Regions from separate parts of the Capra hircus genome. Here region 1 is linked to region 2. A link is a contact called in public Hi-C data. All regions are on one chromosome and are shown on one strand. The core of a region is the stretch at or near the end of the contact, and the rest is flanking DNA. Distances in the headings are between cores, read along the strand shown.

The links. A called contact is a pair of places that touch in the nucleus more often than the background predicts.
Region 1: a Hi-C map of blood shows a contact between it and region 2, with 2.8 times the contacts expected there. The contact joins two enhancer-like sites. A contact is called at or near these places in 4 of 5 Hi-C or Micro-C datasets (blood and liver).

Annotation. Positions count from the first base shown.
Region 1 is chr7:41,140,071-41,147,358 of ARS1.2, forward strand. The region is part of intron 1 of CLINT1 (clathrin interactor 1); the gene reads left to right. Among named protein-coding and RNA genes, the nearest start is that of CLINT1, 21 kb to the left of the region's middle. Within about 2 kb of position 3,966, at least 2 of the 5 cell types and tissues checked have an H3K27ac peak or open chromatin away from gene starts, as enhancers often do.
Region 2 is chr7:41,065,651-41,072,528 of ARS1.2, forward strand. No RefSeq gene overlaps it. Among named protein-coding and RNA genes, the nearest start is that of CLINT1, 54 kb to the right of the region's middle. Within about 2 kb of position 4,056, at least 1 of the 5 cell types and tissues checked has an H3K27ac peak or open chromatin away from gene starts, as enhancers often do.

The DNA.
Region 1 (7,288 bases), core at 2,716-5,215, 74 kb after region 2:
ACATCTGTGACAGCTCTTTAAAAAGAAATTTTGTGAGGGTATTACTTATCATGTCATTCTGTTTGTGTATATGTTGGTCAGCGGGTGTTTATTTTAGTCCTCTCTATTATCTTAATCTCAAAGTCCTTATCTTCCATCCCCCCTCTCTGTTACTCTCTGTTACCAAGAGATCATAGATTTCATTTATATATTCACTGGTCAGTTATTAAATATCCCATTTTATGTGAGACATCCATTGTTAGGTACTGAGAGGGAAACAAAAATGCATAATACATAGTACAGTCAGTACTGATTAATTGAGGTAGTTATGTTTTTAAAAGTTACTACAAACACTGAATCTTTGTTCTTAGAGGAAATACAGGATTAGGTTCCTGTGTGCCTCTGATCACAACATTTTCATCAACCAGTTAGTATGTAACCTTGTTTTATGTGTATTTCTGTTTAAAGATGCCTTCTTGATTACATATATTGTTGATTCATTAACACTGAACCCAAGGCCAACTATATTACATGTCTTATATGAAGATATTTTTTCTATAATACACATCATAACCTCTTGGAAACACTAGACAGCACTTCAGCACCCAGTTTGGGGGCCATGTTAAACAACAAAATCAAGAGAAATCATAAAGATGTAAAAAAAATATGACACTGAGTAAGCCAGAGAAAGGACATTTGTTTACAGTATGGGAACTGAAATGAGAGCCTCACCTATTTGACCTCCTCTGGGACTGTAAGACAGTTAACTCAGAGTTTTGCTGCACACTGTTCACAAATGACCATAAAAGTGCAATGAATAATTGATTTTGGTGTTAAAAATATATTTTGGTGAGGAAATACACTAACAGAGTCCTCAAATAGTCAACTCTACTTGCTTTTTAAACATATTAAGGAAATTAAACTCAGTTATAACCATTGTACAAGGCAGAATATAATTCATAAGAGTTATAAATGTAATGCTTATATCTTCATAGGAAAGGAAGATTATGGGTTGGAAAGAGTCAGGAAGACTTCATTTTTGCATCTTTGTTTAAAATTAGGGTTGATTTTAACTGAAAGAAGAGGTGGGGATTCCAGGAGTAAACAGTCAGGTAAGAAAGTAAAGTGAAGTGTTAGTTGTTTAGTTGCGTCTCACTCGTTGCAACCCCATGCACTGTAGCCCACAGACTCCTCTTGTCCCTGGAATTATCTAGGCAAGAATACTGGAGTGAGTTACCATTCCCTTCTCCATGGGATCTGCCTGACCCAGGAATCAAACCCGTGTCTCCTGCATTGCAGGTGGCTTCTTTACCATTGAGCCACCAGGGAAGCATGCTTAAATTTCAACTAGTAATACACTATGATTATCTCATAAAGTAAATGAAACAAGTAGTGGGAGAAAAGGCTGGAGAGATTGGTTGAGGACTATTGTCAAAAGTCAGTTAGGACTTTTTTAGTCAGAGGAAAGAAAATATTTAAGAATTATAATCCTTTTGTTCAGTTACTTAATAAATATTTACTAAACATCTGCTGTCACTAAACCTGTTCCAGGTACTGAGGTTCTTAAGTTGAGAAAGACGAATTTGTGTCCTCTGGATGTTTTCAGTCTAGAAGGTGAGACAAGCAAGGAAACAAACATGCCCATTATATAGTGCCCCAGTTTTAGTTTTAGTTCAAGGTAATAGAAAGCATATACTGTTCTTTGCTATGTAGAGCATATAGGCAGTTCCCCAAAGTTGAAAGAAGATTTCTTGGAAGAAGTAACATTTAAGCTAAAATCTAATAAGGTGGGAATTAGGTGGGGGGATGGGATGGATGGGCAGAAGAAAGTATGTGCAAAGACCTGGAGAGAATGGCAGTGGTGGGACTGAAAAACTAAATTGCTATCTCATATGAAGGATTGAGGACTTCATCTTGAAGGTAATAAGGAAATCTTTGCTGGATTTAAAATGGGAGGTCAAATAGATAGGATTTTTATTTCGGCAGGAGTTCATGTTGGCTCTAGCCTGTTGGGAGATGAATGGGAAGCAGACTAGTTACGTGGTTGTTGGCAATAGTCCCTGTGAGTAATGGTGGTCACCCTGGACTAAGGTAGTGGAGGTGCATGTGGGAGAAGCAGATGGACATATTTGAGAGATACCTCGAAAATGGAGTTGAAAAGGCCTGGGAATGGATTGGATGCTGGCTAGAAGAGGGGAGAGAAGTAATCAATAGTGATGTTCAAACTGTAACCCTGGATGGTACTGTCCACTGCACAGGAGGAGGAAGATGTTTCAGGGGAAGATGGATTTAATGAGTTTGTGGTAAGCTAACATGACCAACTCTAAACACTAGGAAGACAAATCTGTTTTGCTTTGGAAGATGAATGAAAGGATAATACACCTGAATTGGAGAGAGTGTTAAGTGCTTTTGTAGGACTAGGCTGGAGGTGAGTACCTATATTTTAAATGCAGAATGAACAGGTTTTGGAAATTAAGAAGTAGGCACTGTGGGAAGAGACTCCCAAAGATAACTCCAGACATCCCAACAACTGCACCCAGCCTGCCCAGCTTTTATCATGTGCTCTGAGATCATGTATCAGGGTGAAAAATGGTGAAGCTGCTTCCGTGTTGCTACCTCTTAAAATACATAGACATTTTCTTGTTAAAAACCAGCTCTAATTTGTAAGAATAGTCATTTTTTCCACTTTGGGACTATTGGGGTATCTCATATGGGTATTGATCCTTGTGAAAAATGTTAGGTCTGCATGAGGGAGCCCAGAAAAGCAGCTACTAGTGTGAGAGTAAGGCCTGTGGGGAGAGGTCATCCATCTCTTCCTGAGCTCTTTGCTGTGTTTCTTTGTTTTTCTGTGTTCTTGCTCTTTGTTTAGCTATGTGTCATAAAATATCATAAAATAAGTAAAATATGCAGGAAATAAATATATTTAACTTTATTTAACTAATAAAGATATTTAAATAAGATTTAACATGGTTATTAAATGAAAATTAAGAAATTAAAAGTTGACGCTAAAATAAAGTGAAAACTTTGGAGAGGTTGGAATAAAGTTTTAAACATTTAAAAAACCCAATGCAGAAAGGGTTCAAAAAGAGTAAAACATATGAGACTTAAAATAGTATTGAGGGAATTCCCTGGCGGTCTAGTGATTAGCACTTGGGTTTTCACTGCCGGGGCCACGGTTTGATCCCTGGTCGAAGAACTAAGATCCCTCAAGCTGAGTGACGTGGCCATATTAAAAAAAGAAAAAAAAAAAAAAAACTAACATTAACAGTAAAGATCAGTCAAGGTTTTTTGTTTGTTTTTTAAGTATGATAAAACTAGGTAAGAAGCAAGACAAAAGGCTGAAAGCCAACCAACAATTTAAAAACATAAAAGGTTAAAGGAAAAGCTATTCATGAGGTTAACGATAAGAAATAATAGAAAGTAAAAACAGTGGTAAAATAAAAGGTATCAGCTGACAATATTTTTAGAAGTTTGGGGGAAAAGGGCCATTTTTTAAAAATACATTGAAATGGGTTTCTTGGGACACTTACGATATGCTCCAGGGAAAAGGTATGTTGTCCCCAAAGTTTTAGAAATATTTAATATAGTCCCCTCTTGGAGACTCATAATGCACGTGAGAATAGTAAAGTCTCCAAGAAGTGTTGCAGTAATAAAGTTGCCTTTGTTTTATGTAACATTTCCTAAACCTGACCATGGAACACGTTTCTCACATAACACCTATTAATGTCTCCCAGAGTATTTTTCACAAAACACTAGAGTACTGTTTCAGAAGAAAATAAAAACTGAAAATCTTAACAGTTACAGAGATATGTGTTAAAGGAAAAAAAAAGTCATCTGGAAATAGAAAATTGTTTTGGGTTGGGGCTTGCATTCATTCCTTGGGAACAGGCTCCTTTTGAGGCAGCAGTGTCCTTCGGAGCCAAGGGGCCGAGAGTAACTTGATACTTCTATCTTCTGGCCTTCTATCCATAGCTGTCTTTTCAGAAAGCTTTTATCTGTGCACACCGGGCATTGATACAACACACAGGCTGCTGAGCCAGGGGAGTGGAAGCCGATCCTAGGCAGAATTAAATCAGCCTAGCCGGCGGGCACTTAGCAAGTGTAAAGAAGTTGTATATAGAAGTACTATTTTTCTTCCCCTCCAAACTAGTTTTTGTTTCAGTGTATAAATGAAATTTTAAATGTGTGCCTCCACCACAAGACTTTTTATGGGCTTTTTAACTTTAGGCTTTGTCCACATGCACAAAGTTGTTTTTATATAGTTGGTAGTAGTTAGTGTTCATACAATTTTGTATTGTGAGAGCTTCTTATGGCTATGAAGGGAAGAATTTCCTGCTGGTGGCTGCCTCTGCCTGTTCTGTTGCTATGTTGTTCCAAGCACACTGCTGCAACATTTTGGGAGCAGCTTCTCATTCTGCTTTTCTGAACCACACACAATAAAAGTCTTCCATTTTGCCACCCTCCTCAAATCTTACTGCTGCCAGAGTGCCTCTCTGAAAATAATAACTTGTAGCATCATGGGACTAGCCTACGTTGGGAAAGCTTTTCTCTGATCCTATCATCTGCTGTCCAGTTCATGTTAGCAGCACTTGTGCTAGAGAGAAGGGCTTCCATATAAGACCTGTGAATATTCAGACACTTCCTAGGATAATAATTTGCGCTGTCACACAGGAAACCGATTGGAGAAACTGGTTGTTGTGGCTTTTCTAACATCCTTTGTTCAGGTAGACGCTTCATGGAATCAGTTACATGGACCTTATTTTTGGCATTTTGAAAGCTTAAAATTCTACAACTTCCAGTATCTAAATTGTAGATGTAAACTTCATGCTGAGAAAGTTTCTTTTTATAATAGCCTAAACATGTTTTGTTTTTCACATAGTTTGCTTTTGGGATGTCTGTCTCGAGTAGCTGATACAGATGAGTTAGTTTAGTAAATCCAAAAAAATGTTAAAGACATTATCAGATGATAACAGATTACCACTACAGGAGAAATTGCTGCTTAATGTAAAATAAAACCCTAGAACATGGTTGGTGGTACTGAGATTAAAGAGAGTGAACTTCAAAATACAAACTCTGTTTGTAAAATGGCTTGTATTGATACTTGTCCTGTCCCTTAGAGAAACTCATTTCCAGATCTTTGGCCATTTTTAAATACTAGTCATCCTGCCTTGAAGTGTAGTTATATCTTTGAACTCTTCATTTCAGCATGTATACTGTGGGTCAGATAGGCTGCCAGTTACCTTGACTATAAAGTTCCACAACAATGAATAGCATAGGTAAGTAATAAGTATTAATGCCAGTATATTCTAAGGGGCCATATAAAGAGTATCTTCAAACTAAAAATGATAAATATTGGCAGAAAAATAACCATGTGTGCTAAATGCTTTACATGCCGTTCAATTTAATCTCAGTAATACAAGGTCAGATTAGGTAGCTGAGACACATAAGTGGTTGATTTGTCCAGGGATCAGAGATAAGATATGGGCCCTATTCGTTTCTAATAAATTGTTGGTCAGTTACTATACATGTTTTCTACAAAACAGCTGTAAGAGATGAAGCAGATTGTGAAAATTAGTGGTTGTACAATATTTTCCTCTAGTGTGGCCTTGTGTTTTGGACCAGTTCCTAGAGTCAGAGTCAAGCCCAAGCCCGTTTTAATGTATGAATATGGGCTGCCATCAAATGGATTATTTAATTTGGTATTGCTAACCTCTGAAGTTGTACAGGAAGGGAAATAGTTTTATAGTTTCTTCCTCCTACAGGTCATAATTTAGTTGTGGACATCAGGATGTTTTTCTTGACTTATCTGATCCATATAGTTTTCCTTTGCACATCTGTTACATAAATTACTAAACTACTTCCTTGAAAAGTTGCCAGTTTGTCACACTAGTAGTGATCAAGGGGTGGTACCTTTTGGAAAAAAGAATTAAATGACAGACTCTGAGGGGCAGAAATCCAACTACCATCCCAATTTAAGGTTTTTGGGTTTTTTTTGGATCAATTCCTATATTTTTTTGAGGCATTGAAATAAAATTATATGTGGTTTCTAATGTGTTTCCCAAAAGACTTTATGTTGGACTATAAATATTTAATGATCTTTCGTATAAAATGAGGTATTTTAGTTACTGCTTCTGTTAAGTTTTTGTCTTTCCAGTGATCAATTTATTTATACATTCTAGTCTGGTACAAAGTTTGCTATTTGAAACTAAATTTGGAATGTTGGTTTCCTTAACTACTTTGCCCTTTCCTGACCTTGAATTCTGCATAAACCATAGAATAATGATTTTTCTGTGTTTTTCTTTTGTGGGGGGAGGAAATTCATAAGATTTATTATTTCTACTAGTTACATGTTAGGACTAGTTTACACTTAAATGATGAAAAAATCAGAAATCTCAGAAATATTAGATGTGGGTCTGGTTCGTTTTGGCATATGCAAACTGATACTGAATCAATACTGGAAATGTTCATGGAGTGTTTGGTAAATTTACTAAAGCAAAGAACTAAGTTATTTTTTAAACACATTGTGAAATTGTGTGGCTTTGGAGTGCTGGTTTTGAGTTTGTAATCTTTAGATAAAGATATCATTTGGAATACTGAAAATCTGTAATGGGTGTTTTTAGAGATTAAAAGAGATAGTACATTATAAATTGGTTAGTGTCAGTTACTGATAAAAGTTCTTAGATTAATTTTTTTTGCATTACATTTCCTACTGTTGTAAGCTTTCTTTCTAAAGTACAGTAGAGTCTTGATAGATTTTTCTCTTCAGAGTTTTGAGTTTTTAAACTCTTCCTAAGAGGATTTGTTAACAGGAAATAATGTTTAATTTTGTTATGATCCAAATCTGACTTGCATGTGTGGAAACTAGTCACTTAGCTAAGTCAGTCACTGGTATCCATCTTGCAGCTCAGCTTTGTTGTGTTCCAGCTCTCGGGCTGTGGTAACACCTTAGCTTTTTTGTGAAAAACGACTCACAGAAAGCCTGTATTTAGTATTGGTATTGAATGTGGCAGAGCCTTGTAAAATTCACAGATAGAAAATAGAAGTTTTATACATATTTAAAGAGGAACGCATTGGGTTTGGTAGTACCTTGGATTGATGACACAATCAAATCTATATGGAATCAGTAGAAGAAATTTATGGAACATGTTCTGCCATGCAAAAGTTGCTTACCTAAGAAATATAATTTGGTTAATTTAAATATTGGTCATCTTGTATTGAGGAAGTATAATATGCAGAGGATACTTAATTCTTGATTGAATTTGGGAGGTTGTCAGGAGTCTGCATTTTTATACCCAAAGTCCTTCAGTTT
Region 2 (6,878 bases), core at 2,806-5,305:
ACTATAAACTTCAGACATCTCTCTCTCCTAGGGATATAACCAAGAGAAAGCAAAGTATATGTCCATAGAAAGACATATGTAAATATTCATAGCTTTATTCATAATAGGCAATTGGAAACAACTCAAATGCCTACCGATAGGTGAGTGGATAAACAAACTAAAAATTCATACAGTGGAATACTACTCAACAACAGAAACGAACAAACTGTAGATACACACAACAACATGGATGGTGATGGACAGGGAGGCCTGGCGTGCTGCGATCCATGGGGTCGCAAAGAGTTGGACACGACTGAGCGACTGAACTGAACTGAACTGAACTGAAAGAAGTCAGACAAAAAAGACTAATACTGTATGATCCCACTTACATAAAATTCTAGAAAATGTAAAATAATCTATAGTAAAACAAAGCAGATCAGTGGCTGCTGGGGAATATACCAATAGTAGGAGACACGAAACTCTTGAGAAGTGTGAATATGTTCATTACACTGATGCCTGTGATGGTTTCGCAGGTGTAGACATATGTTAATCTAATTGAACATGTCACATAAGTGCAATTTATTTTATGGCAATTATACTAAACAAGCTGCTTTTTAAAACATGAGAAAAGACTAAAAATTTAAATAAAATGTTAAAGAAATTATACTTGATTATAGAATTACAGATACTATACATTTTCCTTTGCCTTATTTATATTTTCTAAAATTCTGATACTATTATTTTTGAAGGGTTTTTTCCCCTCAAATATACCTTTATATTTGCTCATGATAACAAAGTTAGACAATAAAGGAGTTTAAAAGGTAAAATCTACTCATCATCCTTACTACCACTATCAAATCCCAATCCCAAATTAACCACTGCTAATAACTTGGTATGAGACTTTCCACACTTATATGCAGAGTACATCATGTGAAATGCCAGGCTGCATGAAGCACAAGCCGGAATCAAGAGTGCCCAGGAGAAATATCAATAACCTCAGATATGCAGATGACATCACCCTTATGGCAGAAAGCAAAGAAGGACTAAAGAGCCTCTTGTTGAAACGGAAAGAGGAGAGTGAAAAAGTTGGCTTAAAAGTCAGCATTCAAAAAACTAAGATCATGGCATCTGGTCCCATCCCTTCATGGCAAATAGATGGGGAAACAATGGAAACAGTGACAGACTTTATATTTTGGGGGCTCCAAAATCACTGCAGATGGTGACTGCAGCCATGAAATTAAAAGAAGCTTACTCCTTGGGAGAAAAGTTATGACCAACTTAGCATATTAAAAAGCAGAGACATTACTTTGCCAACAAAGGTCCATGTAGTCAAAGCTATGGTTTTTCCAGTAGTCATGTATGGATGTGAGAGTTGGACTATAAAGAAAGCTAAGAGCTGAAGAATTAATGCTTTTGAACTGTGGTGTTGGAGAAGACTCTTGAGAGTCCCTTTGACTGCAAGGAAATCAAACCAGTCAATCCTAAAGGAAATCAGTCCTAAATATTTATTGGAAGGACTATGTTGAAGCTAAAACTCCAATACTTTGGCTGCCTGATGCCAAGAGCTGACTCATTGGAAAAGACCCTGATGCTGGGCAAGATTGAGGACAGGAGGAGAAGAGGACAACAGAGGATAAGATGGTTGGATAGCATCACTGACTCGATGTACATGAGTTTGAGCAGACTCCAACAGATGGTGATGGACAAGGAAGCATGGCATACTGCAGTCCATGGGGTCGCAAAGAGTCAGACACAACTGAGCAACTGAACTGAACTGATAAGGCTTTCCAGACTTTTTTAAATGAATAAATTAACATGAAGTGTGTGTGTGTGTGTGTGTGTGTACATATACATATATGGATTTTTTTCCCCATTTCTGTAGGACGTTAGATCATGTTGGGTTTTAGAGATTATTGAAATTACACTAATTCTTGGAAAGGCATGATGCATGATTCTACCCATTAGAAAACAGACTTGTGACTCAGGGTCATCTCATAGTGGGTCCAGTGGTTCCCTCATTCTACCCCATGTCAAATACAAAATTTCTGCTTTGTGCATCCAAACTTATAAATTTGATCAGATCTGGTATAATATTCCTTTTACCCTCACCCATCCAGATTCATTCCCTAACAAATTCCCTAGATTTCTATATATACAAAATCTTTCAAAATTGTTGGCACTTATGATCCTTCCCCATGAGTTACACTTTGTACCTTACCTCCTGACTCCTGCCAAAACCAAGTTTGGGTTAAGTCTATAAACAATGAGAGTGATAGAAAGTAGGTAGTGAGGAGGAGTGGCATTCTGTTATAAAGCTACCACTTCAAGAGAGGCTCTTATAGGTACTGCAGTCAAGGGAAACTCCAATATGAAAGGTCACCGCTACTAACCAGAAAGGTCCAGCAAAATCTGGAGTTTCAACAAATAACAAACATCAGCAAGGATGCAGAGAAAAGGAAAGTTGATGCAACCACTGTGGAAAACAAAATGGAAGTTTCTCAAAAAACGGAAATAGAACGACCATCAGTTCAGTTCAGTCACTCAGTCATGTCTGACTCTTTGCGACCCCATGAATCGCAGCACATCAGGCCTCCCTGTCCATCACCAACTCCTGGAGTTCACTCAGACGTCCATCGAGTCAGTGATGCCATCCAGCCATCTCATCCTCTGTTGTCCCCTTCTCCTCCTGCCCCCAATCCCTCCCAGCATCAGAGACTTTTCTAATGAGTCAACTCTTCGCATGAGGCGGCCAAAGTACTGGAGTTTCAGCTTTAGCATCATTCCTTCCAAAGAAATCCCAGGGCTGATATGACCCATCAATTCCACTCCTGGGTATATATCCTAAAAACAAAAACACTAATTCAAAAAGATACATGCAGCACCCCCCCCCAATGTTCATAGCAGCATTATTTATAATTGCCAAGATAGAGAAGCAACCTAATTGTCCATCAATAGATGAATGGTTAAAAAAGGTATACATGTGTGTACACACACACACACACATACACACCAGACTATTACTCAGTCATAAAAAAAAAAAAGAATGAAATAATGCCATCTGCAGCAAAGTGGATGGAACTAGAGATTATCATACTAAGTGAAACAAGTCAGAAGGAGAAAGACAACTATCATATGATATTACTTATATGTGGAATCTAAACTATGACACAAATAAATTTGTCTATGAAAGGCAGGGGCCAGAGCTCAGCCTGCCACGCAGGTAGAAGAATAACCCTGGGGTGGCCATAGGTGACAGTGAGGCTGGGGAGCCCTCCACGCAAGGGCATCCTCCTACCTCAGCTCCCACCTTCCCTGGACCCCCTTTCCAGAGACTCTGTGGAACATTTGTCCAGCCCCCCACCCCAGGCAGCACTTTGACCAACACCCTGCGGCAGGTGAAGGTTTATACATTCAAGGAGGACCGGCAGAGGGATGACCAGGGCGCCAGGCATGTGTCGTCTAGCTACATGCAGAGGCTGAACGGCATGTCCCTGCTTGTCAGGGCCAAGAGCAACATTAACCAGTGGGGAGAAGCTGGCAAATACCTTTAGAACCTTTCAAATATCCCCCCACTGGTGTGTAAGCTTCACAGATTTTTAAACAGACCTCAAGGTTCAAAGACCAAGTTGTTTTAATATAAGCTTTTCACATTTTTAAAGACTCATTCTTTAGGGATTGTCACTTCCCCAGTGGCTTACCATGAATTTTCCTTAAAGAAAAAGTTCACATCAGTGGTTTCAAACTGGAGAACAACAATACCAAAGAAGTTCTCACACTACTGCGCATGTTCTATGCCCCACATCAGACTTCCCAACCTGAGAATTCAGCAAAAGGACTGGGAAGCCTCAGGAAATCGGACTGAAGGACAGGAGGATTTGATTACAGAACTTCCTCAGGACTGAGGGAAACAGAGACTCTTGGAGGACACACAAAAATATCTTGTGTGCACCAAAACCTAGGGGAAACGGGTAGTGACCACACAAGAGGCTGAGCCAAAGCTACCTTTGAGCATTTGAGGGTCTCCTGCAGAGGTGTGGTCAGCAGTGGCCTGCCATGGGGACACGGGCGCTGGCAGCAGCGGTACCGGGAGCTGCATATTTGCATACGTCCTTTTTGGAAGTCACCAGTAGCCCCACCTTAGATCCTGTAGACTCCAGGACAGAGTCGCCTCAGGCTAAACAACTAACAGGGAGGGAGCACAGATCCACCCATTACCAGACAACTGGGTTAAAGATTTACTGAGCATGGTCCTGCCCACCAGAGCAAGACTGAGTTTTGCCCATAGCCAGTTCTTCCCATCAGGAAGCAAGAACTATAATCCCACAGCCTCCAGAACAAAACCCACAATTACAGAAAGCTACCCAAAATGATCACATGGGAAGCCTTGTGAAACTCAAGGGAGCTATGAGACATGCCGTGCAGGGCCACCCAAGACGGACAGGTCATGGTGGAGAGTTCTGGCAAAACGTGTTCCACTGGAGAAGGGAATGACAAACCACTTAAGTATTCTTGCCTTGATAAGCCCATGAACAACATGAAAAGGCAAAAAGATATGACACCAGAAGAGGAGTCCCCCAGGTCAGTAGGTATCCAATATACTATTGGAGAAGAGTGGAGAAATAACTCCGGAAGGAATGAAGAGGCTGAGCCAAAGTGGAAATGTCGCTCAGTTGTGGATGTGTCTGGTGGTGAAAATAAACTCCAGTGCCATAAAGAACAATGTTGCATAGGAACCTGGAATGTTAGGTCCATGAATTGGGCGTAGTCAAGCAGGAAGAATGAAATGGGAATGGGAAGAATGAACATACACATTTTAGGAATCAGTGAACTAAAATGGAAAGAAATGGGCAAATTTAATTCTGATGACCATTATATCTAGTACTGTGGGCAAGAATCCTTTAGAAGAAATGGAGTAGCCCTCATAGTCAGCAAAAGAGTCTGAAATGCAGTATTTGGGTGCAATCTCAAAAATGACAGAATGATCCTGGTTCATTTCCAAGGCAAGCCATTCAAAATCACAGTAATCCAAGTCTATGACTCAACCACTAACGCTGAAGAAGCTGAAGTTGAATGATTCTATGAAGACCTACAAGACCTTCAAGAACTAACACCAAAAAAAGATGTCTTTTTCATCATACGGGATTGGAATGCAAAAGTAGGAAATGAAGAGATACCTGGAGTAAAGGGAAAGTTTAGCCTTGGCGTACAAAATGAAGCAAGGCAAGGTACTTTGGAGTACAAAAATGAAACGTTTTGCCAAGAGAAGTCACTGGTCACAGCAAACACTCTTTTCCAACAACACAAGAGATGACTAAACACATAGACATCACCAGATTAGTTCAATTCAGTTCAGTTGCTTAGTCACATCAGATTCTTTGCGACCCCGTGGACTGCAGTATGTCATGCTTCCCTGTCCATCACCAACTCCCAGGGCCTGGCAAAATTCATGTCCATCGACACAGTGATGCCATCCAACCATCTTATCCTCTGTCGTTCCCTTCACCTTCTGCCCTCAATCTTGCCAAGCATCAGGGTTTTTTCGAATGAGTCAGTTCTTTGTAACAGGTAGCCAAAGTATTGGAGTTTCAGATTCAGCATCTGTCCTTCCAATGAATATTTAGAACTGATTTCCTTTAAGATTGACTGGTTTGATCTCCTTACAGGCCAAGGGACTCTCAAGAGTCTTCTCCAACACCACAATTCAAAAACATTAATTCTTCAGCGCTCAGCTTTCTTTATAGTTCAACTCTCACATCCATACATGACTACTGGGAAAACCATAGCTTTGATTACATGGACTTTTGTCGGCAAAGTAATGTCTCTGCTTTTTAATATGTTATCTGAGTTGGTCATGACTTTTCTTCCAAGAAGTAAGCATCTTTTTAATTTCATGGCTGCAGTCACCATCTGCAGTGATTTTGGAGCCCCCAAAATATAAAGTCTGTCACTGTTTCCATTGTTTCCCCATCTATTTGCCATGAAGGGATGGGACCAGATGCCATGATCTTAGTTTTTTGAATGTTGAGCTTTAAGCCAACTTTTTCACTCTCCTCTTTCCGTTTCAACAAGAGGCTCTTTAGTCCTTCTTTGCTTTCTGCCATAAGGGTGATGTCATCTGCATATCTGAGGTTATTGATATTTCTCCCGGGCACTCTTGATTCCAGCCTGTGCTTCCTGCAGCCTGGCATTTCACAAGATGTACTTTGCATATAAGTAAAATAAACAGGGTGACAATATACAGTCCTAACCTACTCCTTTTCCAATTTGGAACCAGTCTATTGTTCAGTTCAGTTGTAACTGTTGCTTCTTGAACTGCATACAGATTTCTCAAGAGGCAGGTCAGGTGGTCTGGTATTCCCATCTCCTTAAGAATTTTCCACAGTTTGTTGTGATCCACACAGTCAAAGGCTTTGGCATAGTCAATAAAGCAGAAGTAGATGTTTGTCTGGAACTCTCTTGCTTTTTGTATAATCCAACGAATTTTGGCAATTGGATCCCTGGTTCCTCTGCCTTTTCTAAATCCACCTCGAACATCTGGAAGTTCACAGTACACATACTGTTGAAATCTGACTTGGAGAATTTTGAGCATTACTTTGCTAGCGTGTGAGATGAGTACAATTGTGCAGTAGTTTGAACATTCTTTGGCATTGCCTTTCTTTGGGAATGGAATGAAAACTGACCTTTTCCAGTCCTGTGGCCACTGCTGAGTTTTCCAAATTTGCTGGCATATTGAGTGAAGCACCTTAACAGCATCATCTTTCAGGATTTGAAATAGCTCAACTGGAATTCCATCACCTCCACTAGCTTTGTTTGTAGTGATGCTTCCTAAGGCCCACTTCATATTCCAGGATGTCTGGCTCTAGTCCAGTGATCACACCATTGCGGTTATCCGGGTCATG